Linked DNA regions of Sus scrofa: regions 1 and 2 are each linked to region 3. A link is a contact called in public HiChIP or PLAC-seq data. All regions are on one chromosome and are shown on one strand. Each heading gives the region's core, a stretch centred on a gene start, on an enhancer-like site or on the middle of the called end of the contact. The rest is flanking DNA. Distances are from core to core; before and after follow the strand shown. Region 1 holds the start of FAM161A (protein FAM161A). Region 2 overlaps COMMD1 (COMM domain-containing protein 1). Region 3 holds the start of XPO1 (exportin-1).

What was found. HiChIP or PLAC-seq counts read pairs in DNA pulled down with a chosen protein or histone mark.
Region 1: an H3K27ac HiChIP or PLAC-seq map of alveolar macrophages shows a contact between it and region 3. The contact joins the promoter of FAM161A here to the promoter of XPO1 in region 3. A contact is called at or near these places in 1 of 5 promoter capture datasets (fetal skeletal muscle), 1 of 47 Hi-C or Micro-C datasets (fetal skeletal muscle) and 2 of 2 datasets of contacts at active chromatin or transcription factors (alveolar macrophages and skeletal muscle).
Region 2: an H3K27ac HiChIP or PLAC-seq map of alveolar macrophages shows a contact between it and region 3. The contact joins the enhancer-like site here to the promoter of XPO1 in region 3. A contact is called at or near these places in 7 of 47 Hi-C or Micro-C datasets (heart right ventricle, liver, omental adipose tissue and 2 more) and 2 of 2 datasets of contacts at active chromatin or transcription factors (alveolar macrophages and skeletal muscle).

Annotation. Positions count from the first base shown.
Region 1 is chr3:79,950,286-79,954,714 of Sscrofa11.1, reverse strand. FAM161A (protein FAM161A) reads right to left here and starts at 2,017. Exons shown (of 7, transcript XM_003354802.4): 1 at 1,599-2,017. The coding sequence starts at 1,805.
Region 2 is chr3:79,905,586-79,910,247 of Sscrofa11.1, reverse strand. All of the region lies in intron 1 of COMMD1 (COMM domain-containing protein 1), which reads left to right. Among named protein-coding and RNA genes, the nearest start is that of COMMD1, 6.1 kb to the left of the region's middle. Within about 2 kb of position 2,522, at least 6 of the 83 cell types and tissues checked have an H3K27ac peak or open chromatin away from gene starts, as enhancers often do. A contact at or near this core is called in alveolar macrophages, where this site is marked.
Region 3 is chr3:80,252,177-80,256,725 of Sscrofa11.1, reverse strand. XPO1 (exportin-1) reads right to left here and starts at 1,710. Exons shown (of 25, transcript XM_021087484.1): 1 at 897-1,710.

The DNA.
Region 1 (4,429 bases), core at 768-3,267, 300 kb after region 3:
AAGAATATTTAAAAAAGAATATATTGGAGTTTGTGTTGTGGCACAGTAGGTTAAGAACCCGACTACTATCTATGAGGACAGGTTTAATCCCTGGCCTCACTCAGTGAGTTAAGGATCCAGTGTTGCCGCAAGATGCAGTTTAGGTCGCAGACACGGCTTGGATCTGGTGTTGCTGTGCTGTGGCTGGCAACTGCAGCTCCGATTTGACCCCTAGCCTGGGAACTTCCATATGCCACGGGTTCAGCCCTAGGAAAATTAATTTTTTAAAAAAGAATGTATATGTGTATAACTAAGTCACTTTACTATACAACAGAAATGAGCACAATACTGTAAATCAAATATACTTAAAAAAAAAATCAACTAGCAAATGAAAAGATCCGAACCCAGGACTCCAAATCCTTTTTCTCTATCCATATGGAGTCCTTTCCCTTCGTGACTTTGTCTCCTTTGTTGGCTACTGAAATTTGTGTTGAGGGAAAGCGTTACTGTGAGTGAATTTGGTACTAGGTCGCTTGGCCTGGTTCACCTTCATGGTCTCAATCTGCATTACTCTGGATAACCTCAAGTAGTTTATCTGTTGGTAAATACTACCTATAAAAAGTGTTGCTACAGATTTTCTCATTAACAGTGTGGATTAAAGAGATTAGAAATCCAAAATATCCAGTGATTTCTATCAGCCCTAGACCACAACATTTTGAATCTGAAAAAGTTTGGACAAAACGTATTAAAAATCTTATGGAGCTCTCTTGTGACAGTGGATTATGGATCTCCAGTCATCACTGCTATGGCAGGGGTTTGATTCCTTGGCCTGAGAACTTTCTCATGCCTTGGGTGCAGCAAAAAAAAAAAAAAAAAAAAATCTTTAACTGGGTTTAAGGAGGTTTATATATGCAGATTGCTAGGTAAAATTCAAGATTCCCACCTTTTAAGTGAATAGAGCAGATGGCAGACTTGACCTGGTGGACAGGGGTTCACAACACATTTGACACTGAAAATTGATCAGTGAAAAGACTGTCTCACCCTACCCTGAGGAACCATAATTTATTGGAACCTCAGTACTTCGCTTCTCTGGAGGCTTAACTATATCTGTGTCTGATCGACCCACTAAACTCTGGATGGTTTTAAAAACCATCTCTCATGTATTGTATTAAGATGCACTAATAACCAGGACATCAAGGTGACAACAAAACACACCTGACAGCACAGCTGATTTCCTTCCGTTTTATAGGTTATCCTCTATGAGATCGATTTTCAAGTTGAAAAGAAAAAAAAAAAAAAGAAAAGCTGTATCTACCCCCAACAGACGATGGAGCATAAGGAGTAAAGTTCTGTACTTTGCACTCTCTAGAAATAGAGAAACGTAAATCTCCAAGAAAATTTTGCATCTCTGGCTAAAATTAAAAGACTTTTCAACGCTTCGATTTTGAGCATTTTCTGTGGGAGGAGAGAGAACGCAGTGGGCCAGGCTCACCAGGTTAGGGAGGATCCGAATAGTGCGCGCATTTCCCAGCCAGCGCCTCACCACTGGGGTCGCAGACCAGCCTCCAGCTGCACCCCGCCTGAGCCCAGCCCCAGCCCACGTCCCGCCCCTGCATTACCGGCGCCCGCGCCGGCCGCTCTGCCTTCTCCTCCTCTTCCTTCTCCTTTTCTTCTTCCTCCTCCTCCTCCAAGGCCGCCGTGGCCGCAGACAGGGACTCTAAGGGGTCTTTACGTTCGTACTGGGCAATCTGCGCTCCGGTGTTGGGACTGACCGGGGTTTGGAGACTGCCAGCCGCCAGCTTCGCAGTTTGGTGCGAGGCGGCCATTACCGCGCCTCCGAGGCCTTAGCGCCCGCGCTGGCCTGGGGCGGGGAAGCCGGCGGCTCCTGGCTTGGAGTGGTGGTTACTAGGGGCCTGGTAACTAGGGACGCTACAGGGGCCGCGAGCGACCAAACGTCACTCAAAACCCGCGCACGCTTCGGGAAACCCCGGAGCCTCCTGGATAGTGGGAATCAGGACTGAGTCTTTGCTGGCGTAGAGCGTTGGCGGACGGAACAAGGCACCTCTTTCCCTTTGCGCTTCGCCGCCTAAACGCAGACTTCTCACATTATACTAATGAGTTACTCTTTTATGGGGGGAGCGCATTTTTATTCATTGAAATAACATGTTAGGAGGAAACGGCGGTGGCACAGGAAAACTGGGGATGTTACTGTGTTGCGGCCTCAGGCCTGTGGCAAGGTTTGCACCCCGCTAGCTAACATGGCTCCCGCGAGGTGGAGCGGGTGAATGGAAGGGAGTGCCTCACATTCTACTCTGATTGACTTGAGAGCTGGCAGAAGTCAACGAATCCGGCTAGCGATACTTTCCGCCTGACCAATGAAAGCCCAGAGTTGGGTAGAACCTCGCCAGTGAGTGACAGTGCGGGTGTATGAACCCAGTGTTTGCTGCTTGGGTTCATTAGCTTTATAGTGGTGGGGTCCAAGTGTGCAAGCTCCCAGCGATAACAACAGACAAGCCTCTTCTCCACCACTCCCGCATCAACTTTTCCCACCTGGAATTTGGGTGCTTCGCAGGCGCCTTCGCTCTACACCCCTCGCAGGTAAGAGGGGCCTAGCCTTAAAATAGCGAGCATGTTGCAGTCTCAGCTACCTAAGCCCCTACTTCCTGAGACTGAGGCTGCAGCAACCTCCCCAGCCCTATCCTTCCGCCTCCTCCCAGGCCTGGCCCTTCAACCTGCCGCACCACTACAAAGTTAAGTATGCGGCGCTCCATATCTGGAACCTCTGAGATCTGAGCCCATCATACCAAGCCTTTCTTGTTCGCCTGGTCTAGAGCGTGAGCACCTGCAAAATTCCCAACCCCCTCACCGTCTTCGGGCTGCTTTTTGTTTTGGCTGAGCATTTGCTTCGAACACTGGAACAGATTCTGGCTGGATTCTGAGCAGAAGCCAGAGCTGGAAGCCCTTGAAGTATGGATGCCCCAAGTGACCAAAGAAGGGACTTCTAGTTCTTTGCATGCAGCTAATCCTGTGGCTGCACGCGCCCCTCTTAGAATTTGCTAGGATTTATTGTAAGCCTGGCCCCAAATCAGCAACGCAGATCTACATGCTAAAGCACTGAAAACGGGAGATTAGGCTAGGCTAGGTTAGAATACAATAGGAGGAGTAAGTGTGGAGAAACACATTGTATGTGTATGTGAAAGACAGAAAACCTTCCATTTACCAGCAGTATTCTAAATTTGCAGGTATCTAATAATATAGCCTCAAAATATATAAAGCAAAATGGACATATGTACAAGAAGAAAATAACAAATCTTACATCATCACAGGAAGACTTATTTTTGTACTTTTCTGTTTAGATGTAACATATACAGTGTAATGAACAAATCTTAAATGTATCGTTGCATAGGTTTTGACAAATGCATGTACTTATGACATCATATTAAGATATAGAACATTTCCATCATCCCAGAAAGATCCTTTGTACCCCTTCCCAGTCTCTTCCCCATTCCATTCCCTTGACAGCTCTAGAACGTCATATAAATTTGTGTGTGTGTTTTGTTTTGGTTTTGTTTTGTTTTTAGGGCTGCACCTGCAGCATATGGAGGTTCCCAAGCTAGGGGTCCAATTGGAGCTACAGCTGCTGTCCTACCCCACAGCAACAGCAACTCGGGATTTAAGCCACATATGCAACCCACACCACAGCTCACAGCAACGCCAGATCCTTAACCCACTGAGCAAGGCCAGGGATCAAACCCACAACTCATGGTTCCTGGTTGGATTTGTTTCTGCTGCGCCATGACTCAAACTCCTTTTTTGTTGTTGTTGTTGTTGTTGTTGTTGTTGTTGTTGCTATTTCTTGGGCCGCTCCCGCGGCATATGGAGGTTCCCAGGCTAGGGGTCCAATCGGAGCTGTAGCCACCGGCCTACGCCAGAGCCACAGCAACGCGGGATCCGAGCCGCGTCTGCAACCTACACCACAGCTCACGGCAACGCCGGATCGTTAACCCACTGAGCAAGGGCAGGGACCGAACCCGCAACCTCATGGTTCCTAGTCGGATTCGTTAACCACTGCACCACAACGGGAACTCCTCAAACTCCTTTTTTAAAAAAAAAAAAATATATAAATTGAATCATACTATATGTACTTCTTTTGCTCTTAGCTTCTTTTCAAAGGCCTACTATTTTTTGAGATTCATCCACATTGAGTGGATATGAGTAGTCTGTTCCTCTTTAATTGCTGAATGGCATTTGCTGAGATAATAGTTTGCCAAGAATCTCCTCCATTATTTTGTGCTATTCATAATGTGACAGTTACAGACAAGGCATACTCTTAAATTTAACCTGCCCTGTTAACATTGTCTTTATTACTTAAGTTTATTCATTCACTTGTTGTTTCCTTTTTTTTTTTTTTTTTTTTTTTTTTTTTTTTTTTTTTTTTTGTGGCTGTCAG
Region 2 (4,662 bases), core at 1,273-3,772, 350 kb after region 3:
GATAGAATGTCCATCTTCGATGAAAGAGAACATACACAAATGAGTATGATGCAAAGATGCCATAGTATTTGGAAATAGAGATCTGAGTGGACTGCTGTGGACAGAAAAGAGGTATTCTTTCTGGCAAATTTTTTGGAGATGCCATTTTTGTTACTCTTGAAGAAAGTATAGAGATATTTTAGATTGAAGTGAGGGCCAGCCACATAGAGCATTTAGGCTAAGAAAATAGCAAAGGTAGGGCAGGAGAATATAGAGTAGTTTCAGGAAATGGTGAATGGTCCAATTTGACCATTGCACGGCTGTACCTAATATGGAGTATTAGTGGAGGTGGCAAGAAAAAGTGAAACAACTTTTTAATCCTTTATTCCTACTAACCTTTATTCCTGCTTTTTTGGCAGAGTATACTTTTTCCCTTCAATTTAAAAAATTTTGGTGGGGAGGGAGCAGCATGGATTGGGAGCTTGGGGTTAATAGATGCAAACTATTGCCTTTGGAATGGATTAGCAATGAGATCCTGCTGTGTAGCATTGGAAACTATGTCTAGTCACTTATGATGGAGGATGATAATGTGAGAAAATAGAATGTGTACATGCATGTGTAACTGGGTCACCATGCTGTACAGTAGAAAAAAAATTGTATTGGGGAAATAATTAAAAATAAATAAATAAATAAATTTTTGGTAAAATACACAAAACATAAGATTTGTCATCCTAACCATTTTAAAGTATACAGTTCGTTGGTATTACATATGGTATACATAATGTTGAATACCATAAATAATATAAATATAACATAAAATAATGTTGGTATTCATAATGTTGTGCATCGATCACATCCATCTGTATCTATAACTCTTCACCTTGTAAAACTGGAACTATACCCATTAGACAATAACTCCTCATAACCCCCCCCCCCAGGTCCTGGCAACTACTATTTTACTTTCTGTCTCTGATTTTAACTAAGTATCTCATCTAAGTGGAATTATACACCATTTGTCTTTTTTGTGACTGGGTTATTTCATTGAGTGTAATGTCTTCAAGGTTCATCCATGTTGTAGTATATGTCAAAAATTCCTTCCTTTTTAAGGGAATAATAGTCCATTGTGTGTATATACTACATTTTGCTTCTCCACTCATCTTTGGGCACTTAGGTTGCTTCCTTGTTTTAACTGCTGTGAATAATGTTACGAACATGGGCGTACAAATACCTCTTTGAGACTCTCCTTTCAATTCCTTTGAGTATATACCCCAGGGTGGAATTAATATGGTAGTTCTATTTTTAATTTTTTGTGAAACTGCCATCCTGTTTTCAACAGCAGCTGTGTCATTATACATTCCCACCAACACTGCACAAAAGTTCCGGTTTCTTTTTTGTTATTTTCTGCTCGAGTTTTTGATAGTAGCCATACTAATGAGTGTGGAGTGGGCAGGGTAAACCTTTTTACATATTGATGACAACAGGGTCAAAACAGTTCTTTCTTTCTCTTTCTTTCTTTCTTCTTTTCTTTCTCTCTTTCTTCCTTTCTTCCTTCTTTCCTTTCTGTTTTGTTTTTTTTTTCTTTTTTTGCTCCTTTTTCAGCTGCATCTGTGGCACATGGAAGTTCCCAGACCAGGGATTGAATCCCAGCTGGAGCTGCGACCTACACCCCAGCTGCAGCAGTACAGGATCTTTAACCTGCCATGCCACAGCATGAACTCCAAAACAGTTCTTTCTTTTGTCTATGGAGTCTCAACAATCTTAAATTCAGCAGGCAGTCTAGAAGAAAAGCAGTGAGGAAAAATACTAAAGAAAAAAATGTGGGAGTCTAAGCAGAGGGAAAAAAACTGAGGATAAAAATGGAGTGGTACTTCAATTCTCACTTGGTTGCCATACCTTTCAATCATCTATAGGTCATCAAGTTCTGTAGAGAGTGAAAATGAATAGGAACAATAGGTGTAAGAGGAAGGGAAGGGAGGGATGTGTAACTCTCAGCAGGAAATAGACTGTGGGTTCACGTTATCAGGCTCCTTACTTCCAGCTGCCTGCATTCATTTATTTCCAAGATATGTTTCAAATTTAGATGCTTCCTAAAGTGCAGCCTTTCCTTCCAGCCGTCACAGTGTGTGCCCAGGTGTAGTGTATTGATTGCTCACATACATACTGGTCCCTGTTTTCCACTTGAACTAGAGCTTTTCTACACTACTTGGCTGGTACATTGATCTTTGTAGCTTTGCCTGTTGATCACAAAAGGGCAAACCTTTCTTTCATCTGCTTGTAGATACTTGAAGCTGACTATTCACTTGCCTTAGGGCAAGTTTTATTTTTTAGTAGCTCCCAGGAAGCAGTGAAATCAGTTGATAGTGGTGCATTTAGTTAGGGAAATGACATCCTTTACAAATACTCTACTATTTTAATCTAATTTTGTTTGCTCACATTTATAAGTTCAACTTCTCACAGATTGCATGCTCTGTGTTTCTTGTTCCTTCTGTCAACCTTAGTTCTATTTACTAGAATTCTAGAGAAAGATCTTTTCTAGGAAGTTGCACTTGTTCAATTATATTCCGTATTCACTACTGCCCTCTGTTGGTGGTGATGTATTTACTTAGTGAAATATCATTAAAATTTTTAATGAAGTGTGTTGAATTTTCTTTTGTTGTGGATATAATCCAATATTCAGTTGTCAATTAAAATTAATTTTTTAATTTCTTGTTTCCTCTGTAATTTTAAAAAATTGAATTATAGTTTATTTATAGTATATTAGTTTCAGATATATAGCATAGCGATTGTTTTTATAGATTATTCTCCATTTAGAGTTAGTACACGACCTCCTGCCGTGGTGCAGTGGGTTAAGGATCCAGCATTGTCTCTGAGATGGTACAGGTTTGATGCCCAGCCTGACATAGTGGGTTAAGAACCTGATATTACGGTAGCTGTGGCATAGGTTGCAGCTATGGCTCAGATTAGATCCCTAGCCCAGGAATTCCATATGCTGCAGGTGTGCCCCCCCCCAAAAAAAAGTTATTACAAAATAATGGCTATATTTCCCTGTGCTGTACAGTATATCCTTATTGCTTATTTATTTTATACTCTTTTCTTGATAATTTGAAATTCAAAAATGTTTAGATCCTGTTTCATTTTTATTCATCTATTTTTTCTTCTTTGGGTTTTATATATTTTACTTATTTAAAAAACTTTTTGAGTTAATTGTAAATGGTCTGACCTTTTTTTTTTTATTTTTTTGGCTTTTTGCCTTTTCTAGGGCCACACCCATGACATATGGAGATTCCCAGGCTAGGGGTCTAATTGGAGCTGTAGCTGCCAGCCTACGCCAGAGCCACAGCAATGTGGGATCCTAGCCACGTCTGGGACCTACACCACAGCTCACGGCAACACCAGATCCTCGACCCACTGAGCAAGGGCAGGGATCGAACCCGCAACCTCATGGTTCCTAGTCGGGATTTGTTAACCACTGTGCCACGATGGAAACTCTCATTCTCTGCTTTAAAGTGATTTCCTGTGAGGTCTCCCCTGGCTTATATACAAAGAAGCTAACTCTTCCTCCGCCACTCTATTACCCTTGATTTACTTTTTTTCATACTTAGCACTAACTGAAATTATGTGCTTACTGGATTGTTTATATGTTGATTCTCCTATTGGAATGTAAGCATTTAAGAGGTCAGGACTTTATTATTATTTTTTTTGTTCTTTATCATTAATACCTGAAACTGTTTCTGGAGTGTGGTATACATACAGTAAAAATCTGTAGAATATGTGAACGAGTGGATACTGCTTAAATGTGGAGATTGCCATTAAAAAGATATACACAGTGGGAAAACCTACACTATTTCTGCGTGGGGAGAGCTGGAAGGTATAATAGTCCTAATCGGGGATCGGCAAGCTATGGCCCCTGGGAAAAACCTAGCCTGCAGCCCATTTTTATAAATAAATTTTCATTGGAACATGGCCGCATGTTCACTTACTTACATTTTATCTATAGTAGCTTTCACCACTATGAGTGGTTGAAACAGATCTTGTGGCCTTCAAAGCCAAAGATATTTTCCATCTGAACCTTTACAAATAAGTTTTGCTTGCCCCCCATCTTAGAATCTGTTCTTAAATTCATAATGGTTAATATTTGGGAACAATATTGTATATGTTTTATTTATATATATATATATTTTCCCCCCTGCCGCATGTGCCACATATGGATGTTCCTAGGCCAAGGGCTGAATCTGAGCTGCAGCTGCAACCTACGCCACAGCTGCAGCCTATGCCACAGCTGTGACAATGCCAGATCCTTAACCCACTGTGCTCAGCTGGGAACCGAACCTGTGCCTCAGTAGTGATCCAAGCTGTGGCAGAGCCAACACCAGATCCTTAACCCACTACACAGCAGCAGGAACTCCCAAGTTATATTTCTAAGTTGATTACTTGATGCAAATCTGAAATAAGAATATTTAGGAAATAGGGATTATTTGCGCTTATGTCTTCTTGAGGAATTTCACTAATTGATTCTTTAGGTTCATGAGATCTGGTGGATAAAAAATAAGCCTTAGTAGTTCTGTAGTATTAAGTGTTTGTTCTTGGTGAGAGATAGTTATAATTATATTTTATTTTTTTTTTGGTCTTTTGTCTTTATAGGGCTACACCCGCAGCATATGGAGGTTCTCAGGCTAGGGGTCA
Region 3 (4,549 bases), core at 461-2,960:
TCTCTTCCCACCCGAACCGATCCGCAGCACTTCTAACTATAGCATACTGGAGCACGCACTCACCCCGCCCATACTCGGAGGAGGCATTTAGACCAGGCGCCTGAAGTTCACCGCCCCATTCTCAATGCAGCATGGCCTCTGCGTGATCAGAGGTCCGTGCTGGGCAGATCTTTAATGCTTCCTCTAGTACACCGCTTCCTTCCACCCACCCCAAACTCAGACATCGGAATGAAGCAGAATCAGGATATTGTCCACTGTACAGCGCCAGCAGTAAACGTTTTGATCACTTAACACACTCAAGTCCGTGAAAGCAAAACTACAGCATGGAACCTCACCTGCAGATTCCCCCCCCCCAAAAAAACCAAATAACCTTCCCTACTTTTAATCCTACTTTGCAAAAACCCAAAGATTCTGAGTTTCCCTGCAGGAGGAGCAGGCATCAGCCCCTCCCTCCCGCGATCCCAAGCTCTCCACCGAGGGGCCACGTGATGCAGGCGGACGTTTCAATGCTGCTGCACTAAATATTTCTGGAAACTTCCACTCCTAATAATTTCCTGAGATGTTCCTGAAATCACCCTAACTTCTCCCCGGCCCCTTGGGCTGGGGAAGCCCTTCCACTCCCGCGCCGGGCCCCACTTCACTATCACGCTCCTTGCCTTCCTCCACCGCTACCCGCACACGCGAATGACCCAAGCAAGCGCTCCCCTCCCGCGGCCGCCTCCCCGCCTCCATCCCCCAGCGGCAGAAGCGGCTCCATTCAATCGCAGGCTGTGCTGTGGGCCCGCCGCCGCCTCCCCGGCTCGTCTCCCGCGGCCGCCGCCGCGCCCCACACCAGCCTCCTCCCGCCCGGCCGCGCCGCCGCCCGACCCTCGGCCCCGAAGACACAGTCGACTTACCCAGAGATTGAACCAACTGCTTCTTCCTTCCTTGTCGGGGGATTAGGGCGAGGGAAGATGGGGAGGGGGGGAAGAGGGGAGGAAATCAAGGTGGGTTTCACAGTTTCCCCACCTTAAAAAAAGAAATTAAAAAAAAAACGAAGGCGATAAGGGCAAAAAAAAAAAAAAAAGCTCAATATTTACTATCTCAGGGACACCTCCCCCCGACACACACACCCACCCTCCCCCCCAAAAAAAGAAGGGGAATTAATATGTGGAATAAATGCTCCCGCCTGGCTGGGGCGTGAGGGAAGGGGGAGGGGAACCGGGTCAGGTCCCAAAGATTCAGCCCCAGGGGGACCCTCCAGCCACAGGCGGCAGCAGGAGCGGCAGGAGTAGGGGGTGTAGAGTCCACACGGTCGGGGGACGCTCTGCTGCCAGTTACAGTCCGACTCCCCCCTACCAAAATACGGCTCCCTCTCTCACGCGGCTCCGGTGCTGGGCCCCCCCCACCCAGGCTCGCCTAAACTTTCCCCCCTTCTCTTGCTCCTCAGCGACTGGTGGTTCCCCCCTCCCCCTCTGGGTGGTTGCACGGACTGCAGCAGCAAAGACTGGAACAGGCACCGCCGCCGGGGCTGTAGCTACTGTTGCTCTTGCTGATGCTGTAGCTCCCGCTGCTCCTGCCGCGGCCGCTGCAGCCGCTTCTCCCCCTCCTCCTAGTGCCTCAAACTCGGAACCGGTTGAAACCGGTTCAGACTGGGAGATTCCATCTCGGTTGAGTTTTCAGCCCATGGCGCCGCGGAGCGTTTGGAACCTGGGCCTCCGCCCCCAGTCCGCTTGCCCATTGGCCGCTTCCAGCCATAGCCGCGCCATCAGCCTACCTCCTATTGGTCATATCGCCCATCAATCTCTGCTCTAGGCTCCACACGAGCCCGCCGCTTCGGCCCCCGCCTCTTTCCAGCAGCGATTTGCCCGCAGAGTGGGGGAAGGGAAGTGGGGCGGGTCGCAAAGGAGCGAGGAGGGGGGGTGGAAGAGGAGAAGGTGGGACGAAGAGCTAAGCAGAGCAGAGTAGAGAGCGAAGAGAAGCCGCGCGGAAGATTGGTTCGAGAGGTCTGTCAATCAAATATAGCCCGCCCTCAACTTCCCGTCCTCCTCCCTCCGCTCCCCCTCCCAGGGCTTAGCCCGCAGGCCCGGCCTTTCCGGCCCGTTCATTGGCTGGGCGCCTTTGGTGACGAAGCGGGTGGGGCGCAGCTCGTGAGCTGGTGGAGGCGCGAGTTTAAGCGCGGCGCGCGGCCGCCTGCGTCCGCTCGGCTACTCCCGGACTCGCGTTGGTCGGCCCCCGCCGGCTCCCGCCTAGCTGCAGGGCCTTAACCCGCAGTGGTCGGGACCTGTCCCCCACCCATCGGATGGGGGCTGTGCAAAAACTAGGGCACACCCAGTTTTTTTTTAATCGGAGAGGGGCGGGGTGGAAAAAAGGAGCGAAAACAACACAACGGAGGCCAGTCGTAGGCCCCAGACCGGGTTTGGGGCCGAGATGTTGAGAGGTTGGGGTGAGGTATGGGGCACGCTCCCTTGGCGCCTCTTACTCCTCTCCGAGACGTGGGAAAGTTACCTAAGTAGTTCTTGGGCAAGTCTCCTTCAAATTTTAACTCGCCGTCTCCCCAGGTTGGAATTTGGCTGCTTCAACAACCAATTCTTCCTAAAAATTAAGACACTGTAATCCCTGTAATTGGTTTAACATCCTGTGCTTTTTGCTGGGTAAGCTTGAGTGCCAGCTGCCCTTGATCTTCCTTTACCTTCGCTTTTTCCTTTCGGGTAGTTACCCTTCACAAATTTCATCATCACCAAGTAGTATTTTCTATGAAAGTCACACGCACGTGGCCCTTCACATGGTTGTCTCTCTTGTCCGCAAGTGCCCTCCAAGTAAGCTTTACTGATTGTTCTTTGCTGAAGAAACAGCAAGCAGCCCACCAACATTTAGTAGGCCCATTGTGCCACCAAGAGGTTGATAAATGGTTTATTAAATCACAGTTTTCTTCAGCAAATTCTCACTTACAGTGGACAAAGGCTAATACCCAAACACTGCTTAAGAGTAACTCTCTCACCCTCCAATAGGTTTGCCAAAATGATGTTGGATTACTTTGAGACCTAAGATTTTTTATTCATTGCTTAGCTTGAATGGTATCAAACCAAACTGTATTATGTATGTGACGAATACACTGATCATCTGGAATACTTACATCCTATTACAGGACTGTCCTGTTTTTTAAAAAGTTTTTCCTCCACATTTTCAGCTCTTGCACCAGGCCACTGATTTTTTTAGATGCCAGAACAATGAATAAAAATCGACTGGTTTGTAAGACCTGGCTTTGCTGAGAATGTGACCTTGGGCAAGTCTCTTGACCTCTTTGGGCCTCAGTTTCCTTTTCACTCATTAATGAGACTCATATCATCCATGCCTGTCTCATCTGTATAGAGATCAAATGGGTGTGAAAGAGCAGTGTGGCCCATAAAGCACTAAATAGTCCCAGTTTTCTGTCCTCTTCTTTAGCTCTTCTCGTCTTTAAGTCATATCCCCTAGGAGATCATATCTCTCTGGACCATAGTTAATCAGATGTAAACATTTAGCCCATTATTTTTGCCTAGAGTTAGCCAAAATGGAGTATTCAATATAAACTTATTAACAAGCGCAAAATGAAGTGACTGGAGGAGATAATTCTGTATGATCACTGTGTTTTCAGAATCAATTTCAGAAAACATGTCTGACATATTTAAAATCCTTTTTACATTATCTCCATTTGTTGGAAACAAGACTTCAAAGGTTGAAGTGGGCCATGAATAAGGAAATGTTAATAAACTGTATCAAATGCCTGCCTGCTTGTCTAGCCCTCTGTTAGAGACCTTTCTCAACAATTTTCAATGAATTCTTAACAGCAGCAATGTGAGGTAGTTGTTCTTTTTCAGATCTTGCTCCTGCTTCCTCCGGACCCTCTATTACATGTACTGATGCATTCACACCACCCCACAACAGTTGAGTCAATTTAGAACCCATTTGTGTTCTTTTTACTAGTCCACATTGTCTCACCAAACAATGGCATTCCTCAGAAATAAAAGAAACAGAAACTCACAAATTCCTTTTTACTACTTGCCACTTATTTCTATTAAAATCTCTTTAATTGAAAAACTAATACATGATCATGTTTAACAATTCAAACAATAGAGAAAAGTACCTACAGTAAAAAGTAAAATCCTGGAGTTCTGTCGTGGTGCAGTGGAAAGGAATCTGACTAGGAACCATGAGGTTGTGGGTTCAATCCCTGGCCTTGCCCAGTGGGTTAAAAATCCAGAGTTGCCGTGAGCTGTGGTGTAGGTTGCAGACGTGGCTTGGATCTGGGGTTGTTTGGCTGTGGTGTAGGCCAGCAGCTACAGCTCTGATTAGAACCCTAGCCTGAGAACCTCCATATGTCGCTGGTGCGGCCCTAAAAGGACAAAAGACAACAACAACAAAAAAGTACTCTTCATGTGCACCCCGCCCTCCCCATTCTTTCTTTTGCCCAGGGATAATCATCATTAAGAGTTTGATGTGTACGCTTTAAGATATCTTCTATGCATTACAGATATACTTGCTTTGTGTTTTCTTCAACATATAGGACATCATACTATATATATTATTT